2 separate regions of the Rattus norvegicus genome follow, and region 1 is linked to region 2. The links are chromatin contacts, called in public Hi-C maps. All regions are on one chromosome and are shown on one strand. Each heading gives the region's core, a stretch centred on a gene start, on an enhancer-like site or on the middle of the called end of the contact. The rest is flanking DNA. Distances are from core to core; before and after follow the strand shown. Region 1 holds the start of Pcdh9 (protocadherin 9). Region 2 overlaps Pcdh9 (protocadherin 9).

What was found. A called contact is a pair of places that touch in the nucleus more often than the background predicts.
Region 1: a Hi-C map of frontal cortex shows a contact between it and region 2, with 1.7 times the contacts expected there. The contact joins the promoter of Pcdh9 here to the enhancer-like site in region 2. A contact is called at or near these places in 2 of 12 Hi-C or Micro-C datasets (Schwann cells and frontal cortex).

What each region holds. Positions count from the first base shown.
Region 1 is chr15:76,639,895-76,645,876 of GRCr8, forward strand. Pcdh9 (protocadherin 9) reads right to left here and starts at 4,058. Exons shown (of 4, transcript NM_001191688.1): 1 at 947-4,058. The coding sequence starts at 3,982.
Region 2 is chr15:76,470,494-76,476,040 of GRCr8, forward strand. All of the region lies in intron 1 of Pcdh9 (protocadherin 9), which reads right to left. Among named protein-coding and RNA genes, the nearest start is that of Pcdh9, 170 kb to the right of the region's middle. Within about 2 kb of position 2,223, at least 24 of the 93 cell types and tissues checked have an H3K27ac peak or open chromatin away from gene starts, as enhancers often do.

The DNA of each region.
Region 1 (5,982 bases), core at 2,808-5,307, 170 kb after region 2:
ATTTCGTGGCAACAGACAAGCACCAAAGAAATAAATTAGACAGCGCTGCATTTAAATCTTTATTAACAAGGAATTATTAGACCTAAGGAAAACTAATTCTGGATTTGGTTGAAATATGAGTTTCTCAGCCTCTTAATCTCTCTTCACACAGTGTCTTTCACAGTTTAAAATGAGTTATGACAGATCACTTATGCATTGCTAAGATGAGAAAGTATTTACAATGGAATCCTTCTTTTCTGTATAAATTAGTAATATTAGAGAGAAAGCATTCCTTTTATTTCCCTTTTCTTTTCAAATATGAACCATTATGGACACTGAAAATCGTTCTAAGAAAGATCCAGCTTACTATATTACAATAAAATAACTTGAAATCAAGGAGTAGACTTTCTATATGGCTTAGATGCAATCAATCAATAATCATGTGCTTCCCAGCTGATGTACATATAATATACTACTCTCTTTTTTTTTTACTGTGTAAAAAAAAAACTGTAACCCCTTTATCGACCACAGCTCCAGAGTGAGTGGTGTCAGACCTTCAAATGTCATTTAAACTTGATACTTGAAGGTGACTTTTTAGATCAAAAGGTAATGTGAAAATCTTGAAGTAGATAATTTGGAAACCCCAGGAGCAGAATTGGGCAAATCAGGATGGGTTTTCTTCTTGAGCAAACATTATCTCGGGACATTTTGGAATAATTTCCTCTTTTCATCTTTTGCCATTTGAAGGAAACTGGGAGGTTAAATATTCTCAGAACTCAGAAATTTCAAAGCTGTTCTAAAAATTCTTGACTGAGCCCCAGAGGAATAAAAAAGGGGTCAAGTTTTTTTTCCTCCTTATAACTAAGCTAAAGTTAGACCAAAAAACAATACACACAGTGGCACGTTAATACTGGTTGACTGGGCACTTGTATGCAGTACTTATAGACCAGTAAAAGTGCTCGTTTACCTGTCTGGTGTGTAAGGGGCCCTTTGTCTTGAAGCCTCCTTGGGAGCTGCACTCTGAGGCACTGAAGTGATCTGAACTAGTGGAGGAGCGTTTGGAAAGGGTGTCGCAGCCCCCAACAAAGGTGTTGTCCAAAGGGAGCTCTTGAATGACGTGGTGCTTTTTCACGGAAACTGGAGTGTCTGGTTTGAGATGAAACGCAGGCTGTGGAGAGGCAGATTTGTAGTGCTTGGCCAGGTCAGGGCTGTTAGGCTTGAAGGTTGTTGGAGGGGCCGGGCCCCAGTCAAATCTTCCTATACTCTGTTCCTCCAGCTCAGCAGGCAGGCTTATGGTCCCATTGATAGGTTCATGAACCGCATCATCAGGTTTGGACTCTTCGATAGTAACAAAGTTCAAAAGAGAACTCTTGGGCGACTTTCTTTTCTTCCGTTTCTTTTTCTTGTTTTGTTTATTCTCCTGGTTTGGGGACATCCATTCAGCACCTTGTTTGCTCCTCTGAGCAGCCTTGAACCTCGACGCATGGCGACAGCGCACCAGCACCGTGACAAAGATCACGACGATGACGACCATGGCCCCGGCAACGATGGCAATCATGATGGTGAGATAGTCCTCGTTTTGATAAGGTTGACCACTATCTCCTATGTTCCTGTCCAGCGGGGTCTCCATAGTCCTACGGATCAAGTCATATATATACGAGGCGTTTCCAGCAGTGTCGTTCACGTAAAGAAATACCAGCACAAGAGTGTGCAAAGCCTTAGGGTACCCCAGGTCACTTATGTTGACCACGAGACGGTGCAGGCCCACGTCAGTAGGTGCCGGCTTTTCTTCTAAGGTGATATTGCCCGTTACTGGATCAATCCGAAATAATCCTTTGTTGTTCCCGCTCACTATGGTATACTTAAGTTCTGCATTCATCCCGGTGTCAATATCCACAGCAAAAACTTCAGCAACCACGGAACCAGGAATGGCTGAGAGGGGCACCAACTTAAAGGAGGTGTTGGATGGTGGAGAAATGACAACTGGACTATTGTCATTGACATCCATGACATTGATAGTTACTTTTGCAGTAGAGGACCGAGGTGGCTGTCCTCCGTCAGTGGCTTTGACATCAAACGTGTAGGAACTCTGCTGTTCTCTATCAAAGGAGACATTGGACTTTATGACTCCTGAATAGGGATCCAACACGAAATTTTCATTGTCATTTAGAATGGAAAGAGTCACAGCTTTATTCTCTCCAGCGTCCTCGTCTGTCACTGTGATTACCCCCACAGTACTATACTTTGGCAGATTCTCAGACACAAAAAACTGAAAATGATTATGAGTGAACTTGGGGCTATTGTCATTCTCATCCAGAACAGTAACTATCACGGCTGCTTGGCTCTGCAGGGGAGGGGTCCCGTTGTCCCTGGCAGTTACTGTAAAAATGAACCGCTCTTGTTCCTCCCTGTTAAAGACTCTGGAGGCTGTCAGAACTCCTGTCTTTCTGTCCAGATCAAAGAAGGAGGCATTGGGTCCAAGCTGATAAACAATGTCTGCATTTTTCCCACTGTCTTCATCCGTAGCACTAATAGTTGTTAAGTATAACCCACGTCGGTTGTTTTCAGAAACTGACAGCTCAATTACAGGCTGGTTGAAAATTGGTGGGTTGTCATTTTCGTCCTCAAGCTTAACCCTTACCAGGGCAGTCTGATTCAAACTGGGCTTCCCAGAATCAGAGGCAACGATTTTAAAGCTGAATTCTTTGGTGCCCTCATAGTCCAGCAGAGACGAGGTCTCTAGCAGATACTGGTTGTCATACACTGCCTTCAGATGAAATGGGACCTCTCTTTCAATAAAACAGATCACTTTGCCATTCACATCCGTGTCCTTATCTGAAACTGTAATTAGGGCAATCTTTGTATTGACTGGATCTTTCTCAGAGAGATACACGGTGCCATTGATGGGACTTATAATGTACCTGAGGTCTATGTTTGGAGGATTATCATTTACATCTGTGACATTGATGGTAACGGTGGCTCTGGCAGGAGTGGAGCTGCCGTCACTAGCCAGCACTGTCACTTTGTGAATGGCTGTCTCTTCCCTATCTAAGGACCTCTGAACTGTAATCAGCCCAGTTGTGTTATTTAAAGCAAAGAGTCTTTTGGTTGCAGGGGCGACCTGGGCACCAAAGATGTACCGGATTTCAGCATTGCTGCCTATGTCTGCATCAGTAGCATGGAGCTGAATCACAGAGGTCCCTACAGGAGCATTCTCTGGAATATGCACTTCCACTTGACCCTCTTTAAACACTGGCCTGTTGTCATTGACATCACTTACTGTGACCTGGAGTATGGCTGTGCTGGATTTCTGTGGAGTGCCCCCATCCTCCACTTTGATTTTCATCACATAGGTATCTTTTTGTTCTCTATCCAAGTTCTGCTGAACGATCAATTGCGGCCACTTTTCTCCCTCCGGAGTTTCCACGATATCCAGTCCAAAAACACTCTGCCCATTCAGCAATTCATAATGCTGTACCCCATTGAAGCCCGTGTCAGGGTCTGTGGCTGATGGGATTGGAAAGCGACTGTTGATCAAAGTGTTCTCTGGGATGGAAATATTGATGACGGGAGACGGAAACATGGGGGCATTATCATTGGTATCCTTGACAATGATCTTGATTTTGATCAGTCTGAAAAAGTCATTGGGGAGGATCACCACCTCAAGTTCAAAGAAACACTCATTCTCCTCAGCATAAGAAGCTCCGGCACAGAGTTTCTCTCTGTCTATTCTGTTGGAGGTTGTGAAAATCTCCCCAGTGCTACTGGATACTTTCACCAGAGGGGCATCCCCAGCTTTAGAAACCAGCCTGTAGACAAGGCTGGCACTCGTCCCTGTGGCAGCGTTGATGTGAGAAATATTCAGATCCTTTGGTATATTTCCTATGGGCACATTTTCGGGCAATTCCTCTCTAATAGTGTAAATAAGTTCTTGAGCTATTGCGGAATCCAGCCTTAAACAGGCAATCAGAGCAGCCAACAGGTAAAAATCCCTCAGGTCCATGATAATGTCTTTATTTTCTTCCCTTGGATTTTAGAGTTTAAAGGTTCCCACTGAGGAATGATGCACGGATTGCAAGAGGAAGTGTGCATGGACCGGAGGAGGAGGAGGCATTACATCTCATCTCTTATGTGGAGACAGCCACTGTCAACACAATTGTACAGACAACATTATTCTTCGGCAAATGAGAACACGGTCACCAAAACATCGAAGCACACTGTCCCTGCCTATTAGTAAACATGGCAGTTTGCTGTGCCACAGTTTGCAAGTTAACTCTGTGGTCACATCACTGAATAGTCCCTGCTTGTTGCATTTGCCCAGAGAAAATGAAATTCATCTACTTTTGAATTAAGGACAGCAGCAGCTATTTTTACCTGGATCCCCCCCCAACCCCCACACTGTTTTTTTCCCCACAACACTGTTTAATTCAAAGCATACATTCTTGTTCCCCCTCAACCCCCGTTCAATCCCCTTCCTGCTCTCTAACCCACCTCCCCTAGTTGTTTGAGACTGAATTGAAAGACCTCAAGTATTTAGGTACGATTGCTGCCAACTGCTTTGTCACATGTTAGATATGAGGTGTTTTCTTCTCTGCCACACTGAGTCATCTCCTCCTCTCAAAAGACTGCTTTTTTCCTTCCTCCCAGTTCTTCAACTGTCTCATAATCCAACCTTGCTGGGAAATGAGCATCGGACATTCTGCAGCAGCGGCAACAGCAGTAGTCACTGGCCACTACATATTCTCACTGCCTCAAAGCACCAGACCAAGACTTCACATGCCTTACTCACAGCCTGCTCTCCTTTCTCCATATGTCCACATTGCCCCGGTTGAGATAAATAAACACACTGAAACTTTTAAATAAACGTATCATAATAGACAATTGCTTATCACAGAGGTGGATCGACCAGCATGCTGAGATGGAAGTGAATCACAGCCAACATTCCTATGAAACACCACGCTATTTTTCTACTAAGCATAAAAGAACAAAAAATGCAGTTTATTAATCCGGTGTCTCATTATAATATTAGTAACATTTGCTACACATAAATACCGCAACCCGGTAACACACGTAAAAGAACTTCCGCTCAGATGCCCCTCTAACTGCAGTTTAAATGGGTGCAAAGCTCAAGGCGGCTACCCACCGGAGTAAGACTGGTCAGTTCCCAGGCTCTAAGCTTATCTGCATTAGGCTACACAGTAGCTGATGCCCGCGATTAGTTCCAGCAGAGTGGTGCAGGTGGGGTTGCAGATACAACCCAGTAGGTGAGCTCTGCCCCAGCCAGCTACCCAATTACAAACACCTCTCATCTACACCGAGGACATAACTAAAGACGGCATTTCGAATTGTTAATGCGAAACTTTACACTTACGTTAGTTGCCTCAACCTTGCCCCTTTCCCAGTAGGCTGCAGTTAAGAAGGATTTGTTCCAACACATAGAAAGCCATGCATCTGGTAGCACCAGTTTGGGGAGAATTCAGAAGCAGCAAAACGTTTCCTCCTTGTAAAATGTGTGGCTTCGGGCTGGCAAATTAGCAACTCCCGAGAACAAATTCACAGATTTGTCGTTAGTCATTCTCTCCACATTTCCTCGCTTTTACCCACTGGGTCTGGGCTCTTCTGGTATTTAACGCACGCCACATCCAATTGCACTACTTCAGCTCGGGAGTGTATCCCACAGTATCCAGCCTACCATTTGCATCCGATGGCAATACTGCTGAAGTCTTTAACTTCTGGTAGGAAACGTCAGAGTTGGGTGATGGTGATTTTCTGGATGTTTTCCCGGGGTGCCAATTGCCCGGCAAATTCTTAATCCGTGAGCTCTTTCGCGCTCCAGAGACTGAGGCTCTCCTTCCTACCTCGCGTACTCTTCGCTTTTCCCTTCTCTTCTACCCCCTTCTCCTTCTCCCTCTCCTCTCTCTCCTCTCTCTGAACTGAATTTCTTGATATAACTCTCAATAAGCCCAGAGGGAGGGCGTGACGGCCGAGGCCCCACCTCCGGGC
Region 2 (5,547 bases), core at 973-3,472:
TGCTGACTTGTTCTTTGAGCCCTAGGAGATCCAACTTTTAACCACCAGGGAATGTTAAATTACTTGTTAAATGTATGTATTTTTGTAACCAGATATATCTGATAGTTTGAAATTGAAAACTGTCGATACTGAACGTCAACGTTTTTTAATCAGTATTTCTTTAATGAATTTCTTCTATAAATATACGGCTCACTGTGCTTAAGACATGGGGATGAATTAAACAAAATCCCAGTACAAATACTAGCACATTGTCATGGTAAGAATATTATACCTGATATTAATACAATTGCAGACAATGTTTTATGGGTATAGATTAAGAAACAATGTGCCTAACAAGAGTGTAGTGGCTATTCCTGGTTGTCAAGTTGGCTATATCTGGAATGAAATACCATCCAGAATTGGAAGGCTCACCTGCGATCCTGATCTTGAGACTGGGAGATACAAGTTTCTGACCTGGATCCTGGTATGGAGATCTTGAGGCTATGAATCCCAGAAGTTTAAGGCAGGGAGATCTCTGAGTTCAAGGCCACCTGGGACAAAGCAAGCCCCAGACCCAGGCATGGTCGTACACACCTTTAATCTAGGACGGACCTCCTGCTGGAGATTTACATGAGGACATTGAAAGAAGAAAGAGTCTCTCTTTTTCGCCTCCCTGCCTGCCTTGTGGGACGGAGCCACTGCTAGATCCTTGAACTTCCATTCACAGCTGCTGCTGATCGTTGTTGGGGAGCTGGACTACAGACTGTAAGTCACCAACCAATTCTCTTACTATATAGAGATGACCCATGAGTTCTGTGACTCTAGAGAACCCTGACTAAGAAAAAGAGTAATGTTTAAATTAGAGAAAATGAAAAAAAAAAAGACAACTTCTGAAATGTCTTATTTTGCTTTCCATTGCTTTACCAAAATGCTGTGACCAAAAACAACTTGTGGAAAAGTGATTCACTTTATCTTACAGTGTATAGCTCAGCACTGAGACAAAGCACGAGCAGGACTCGAGTCAGGGACTGAAGTAAGGCCACATAGGAACATGAGTTACTGGAGCGCTCTCTACGGCTTGCAGGGTGACACTGCCCAGAGTGGATTGGACACAGTCACACACAACAATAATTGATTAATCAATCAATCAAAAAACACATTTACCAAAGACATACCTATAGGTCAATCCAATAGGGACAGTCCTTTATTTGAGATTCTGAGGTCCCCACTTCTACATGTCCCTAGCTTGTGTGAAATTCAAACAAACAAAGGAACAAATAAACAAACAAACAGAAAATCCCCCAAACCCACCACCAACAAAAAAAATTTCTAAAAACACGTGCACCAAGCCTCATTCATAGGGGAAAGCAGTCTGGCTCTTCTGTTTAGAAAACAGAGCTATCTCAGGAAGAAACATTGTCTCTTTGCTGTTGGTAGAAGGGAAGGCTAGGCGCTGGGGTCTTCCTTTTTCAATGATGCTTTTATTTTAGGAATCAGTGCGTGAGGTCAGAAGTAGGCACTTTGTTAGGTATCCAGCTGCAATCCTGGTACTCAAGAGGCAGATATAGGTATATTTCTGTAAGTACCAGGCCAGCCTAATCGCCATTAAATTCCAGATCAACCAGGGCTTCATAGTGAGATCCTTTCTTAGACATCAAACAAACAACCACAAAACCACTCCATGCTTTATAAAAGGAGCCTACTGCTCTCTAGTAGCTTATGGGATGCACTCGCCTAGTCTTCAGTGTTTTCAAAGGAAACATTGCTGTCCCAGTCTTAGGAAAAACTTCCAATTTGAGAAATTCTTGTGCATTGGCAACTTAAGAAATTTAAACTGAGCCTGTACAAAAATGGTATATGTTCAGAAAAGAGAAGACATAAACATAAATATGTTTCCTACTATCTTCAGAAGAACCGCGTGCAGCTAAAAATTCCACAGACAGACAAGACAAGCTCTCCGACAGTTAGTGTCTGTTCATCTCCTTGTCTTCAGAGAACAATAGCGTCAGAATGAACAATAGTGAATTCGGAGGGAGTCACAGAAAGGAAAATGTTATCTAGTTGACCTTAAATGTTTGTCACAAGATTTCCCGCAGTTTCTCCTGAATCCCTGGCTGAAACGATGTGTAGTACACAATACGCTGTAAAATAATGAAAAACCTTACAGGTAAAAGAGAAAACATTATTTTCTTCACTAGGGAATTGCTCTTTGTAGGTGGATTTCACATTCTAATTTTTGTTTCAAGAGGTACCCCAGGATCCGACAGTGTTTATCCTACAGTAATCCTCATATGAATCTGAGCAATTTGTTGTTCTTTCTGTTTAATCTCCTACAGTCTTAAGCCACAGAGAGAGGAAAACAAAAAACTAAAAGAAAAGGAAAACAATTTTACCATTACTGAGGTTAGTGACCCTGTCCATACCATCCCCATCCTGTTGGTCCTTCTGACACTGGTATTTCTAACAATTAATCCCTTTCAGGTTGTTCTCTACTGTGTGTCTATACAAACCTCCCCCCCCCCCGCCCCGGAGATAATGTTCCTGATAAGCTACTGGAAATTAAAAGAAACAAAAGAGTTTATAGTAAAGTTATCACCGGCTTACTCATCTATAAGCAGCAGGAAGTTGCACGTTGGTATCGCACAAAGTAGTTCTAAAATGTGCTGTCATTTGGCTCAAACTTAATGGAAGCCTAGGATGGCGTTTTAATGATCGGAACAGCGACTCTGTCTAGCATCCGATACAAACTAATGAAACTGGCAAGTTGTCTACTTTAAGCCAGCAAATTCTCTGCTCTAAAAATCGGGTCTGTCTGACAAGCGGGAGGCCTCGTCTCACAGCAGAGCCAGGGGCATTTACATACCTCAGATTTCCATATTTCATATTGCTTTCCCCCCCCAGATACAAAACAACAAGTATCGATTCAATATCACCCTGCTGTCTCTTTTAATTGAAATCTTCAGCATATACAAACATGTCAAGAGTTAGTAATAAAAAGTACAACTAACAGCTCAGAAGCCATAGCTATTGATCGTTGGGGGATTAGAAAGCCTATTCTTTTGCTTTGGGGTTTGAATCGTATTAATGACTAGAGATGAAGAGACAGTACCAGCAACTGGTAGGTCCTCCCAAACAAATGTTGAGAGACTCCTTAAATATAACCTACCCCCCCACAAGAAACTCAGCATGAGAACACCTAATGTTGCAGGATTTAAGTTGTTTATCTCCAGAAAATGTAAAAGACAGACTTGGAAAGGAAATGCATGCTAGCCCCATGGTTTGGGTGTTTTTGTCTGACAGTCATGTGTAGGAAGTTTGGGTTCCACGTTGGCAATGTGAGTAGAGGTGACTCAGTCGAAGGGGACTTTGGAGAATGTCAGTACACTTCTGGGTGTGCTTGCTTTGGAAGAGGTTGGTATGTAAGACTGATCTATCCATGCTTCTTGGCTTCCTGTCTCCCTGTGGTCTTCAACCCTCAGTTCACATTGGCTAGCCAACTGAAGCCATCTGCAATGCTGTAGATCAGGCGTACCCTGGCCATTTGCAAAGTCAGTCATTCTTCCTTGAAAATTATGAACTATACATTTTTTATGTTTATTACCAATCTTTGGTTAATTTGATAAAGAAATGGATGCTGAGATAGGAGAATGCCAGCAAGAAGGAGGATGTTTCCTTTGACTATACAAATAAATGTAGATGTGCCCAAAATGAGCTCTAATGAGGTTAAAATATTAGGAAGAGTAGACTGGAACAGGCCTGGAGTTTTTAAGCAGAGTATATGGTTCTTTTAAAGGGTCCCAAACATGGGAAGACAAGAAAAAGGATCTCCAATGAAAAGGAGAATCAGGAGAGCAACATTTCAGCTTTCCCACGGTTAATACACAGAAAGGTGATTTGTTGGTGATTTTGATCACAATCTATAAAACTGAATAATGGTCACATTAAATTTACCAATCTGGCTTCTGGTTGTGAATTCATTAAATATCTTAAATTCTTCTAAATAAATCATTGTTCTTTAAAATAATTTGAAATATTTATTTACCATCATATAAAATATACATACTTAGCATACTATTCGTAATTATTTGTTTAGATACAGCAACTCCTGACCTGGTGTCACAGTATTTTCTAACTGGAGTATGTCAGAATGAATTCACAATATTTTCAACCGAGGACACTGCTCAATATTCAGTGTCAGAAGGTAAGAGATTTACCAAGGTTTACCCAGCAATGAGCAGATGGACAGTAATTATCCCTCTCATTCTACGCTTACAACCTTACGTCTATAGTGATACCCGTGAGGCTGGCACATTCAGGCCATAGAAAGGCAGGTCTTGTTAGCCTTTTGAAGAATGCTATGCGTGTATGGCTTTGAAAGTCATGTTGGTTTCTGGTCTTGCCAATAGATATATAACTAAAGATTTTATGAAAATTTTAAAAAAATGAGAGTCCTCTTGGAGAGGACTGGATTCAGTTTGCCCCACTAACACCAGGAAGTTCACCACTGACTATAATTCTTCAGGCCTCCGCGAGCCGTCCACCACCCCCAGGTGGAGTCCATGGATGTACTAAGTCATACCCACATGTAACAAAATAAAATCCTTTAAGGAAAGCATTATGTGCTAGGTTAGTTTTCTCTGTAAAACCCCTTGCCTCATGTATTTGTTATAACAAAAACTTGTGAAGCATCAAGGCTAGTTCGAAATTAGAGTTGATTCCCCATCCCTGTGTAGAAGAACCCTTTGGGAAGTTGGGTCTAGATGGTCTACAGTAAGAATTTGTGGTTCTTTCCATAAAGTTGTTGGGGGAAAAACATAATACAATAAAAAGTTACCTAAAAATCCTTCAGCAAAACATTAAGTATCAAAAGAAAAGAAGAAAGAAAAGGAAAAAGAAAGAAGCTCAGGCAAAAATGGCCAGTTTTTATAAAATGATAAAACAACACTGTCCTCTGTAAGTCTTTGGCTTTTCATCTTATTCTCCCTTTTCCTCTCTATTCTCCCTTTCCGTTTCCGTCTACTTCCCCCTCTTCTCTCTCCATTCTCCCTCTCCCTGTACCACTGCCTTTTCCTCTCCTTCTCCCTCCTCCTTCTCTCTGTTTTGCTTTCTTTCTCATATATGAATATATATGTATATGATTGTACATGATCTAATGTTGGCCTGCATGCTGGAGGCTTTCCACAAAGATCTCTGGTCCAGTAGGTACGCTGGTTCACAGGAAGGGAAGAGAATTCAGGCAGGGAGGGGGAACTGCTTCTGCCCCTTCTGCTGCTGGGACTGCTCTTTCTCCTTCCCACCATGCCACTGCTGCTTCAGTTGCTGGGGCTGGGCTGAGACAGCAGGAGACTGACTAGCCAGGGAGGGGTGTAGGGGAGCTTCTGGCTGCAAATTTGGGAGAACTGATCTCTTCCGCAAGCTGTGGTGTTACAGAACTTATGACAGAAGCTCTCAGACGAGGGAGTAATTTCTGCAGACCTTTAATCCTTCTGGATTCTCAGTTAGTTTTGGGAGGCTCAGGGTCTGACTGCAGAACTTTGGGACTGCCTCATCTGCATGTTTGGGGCCATG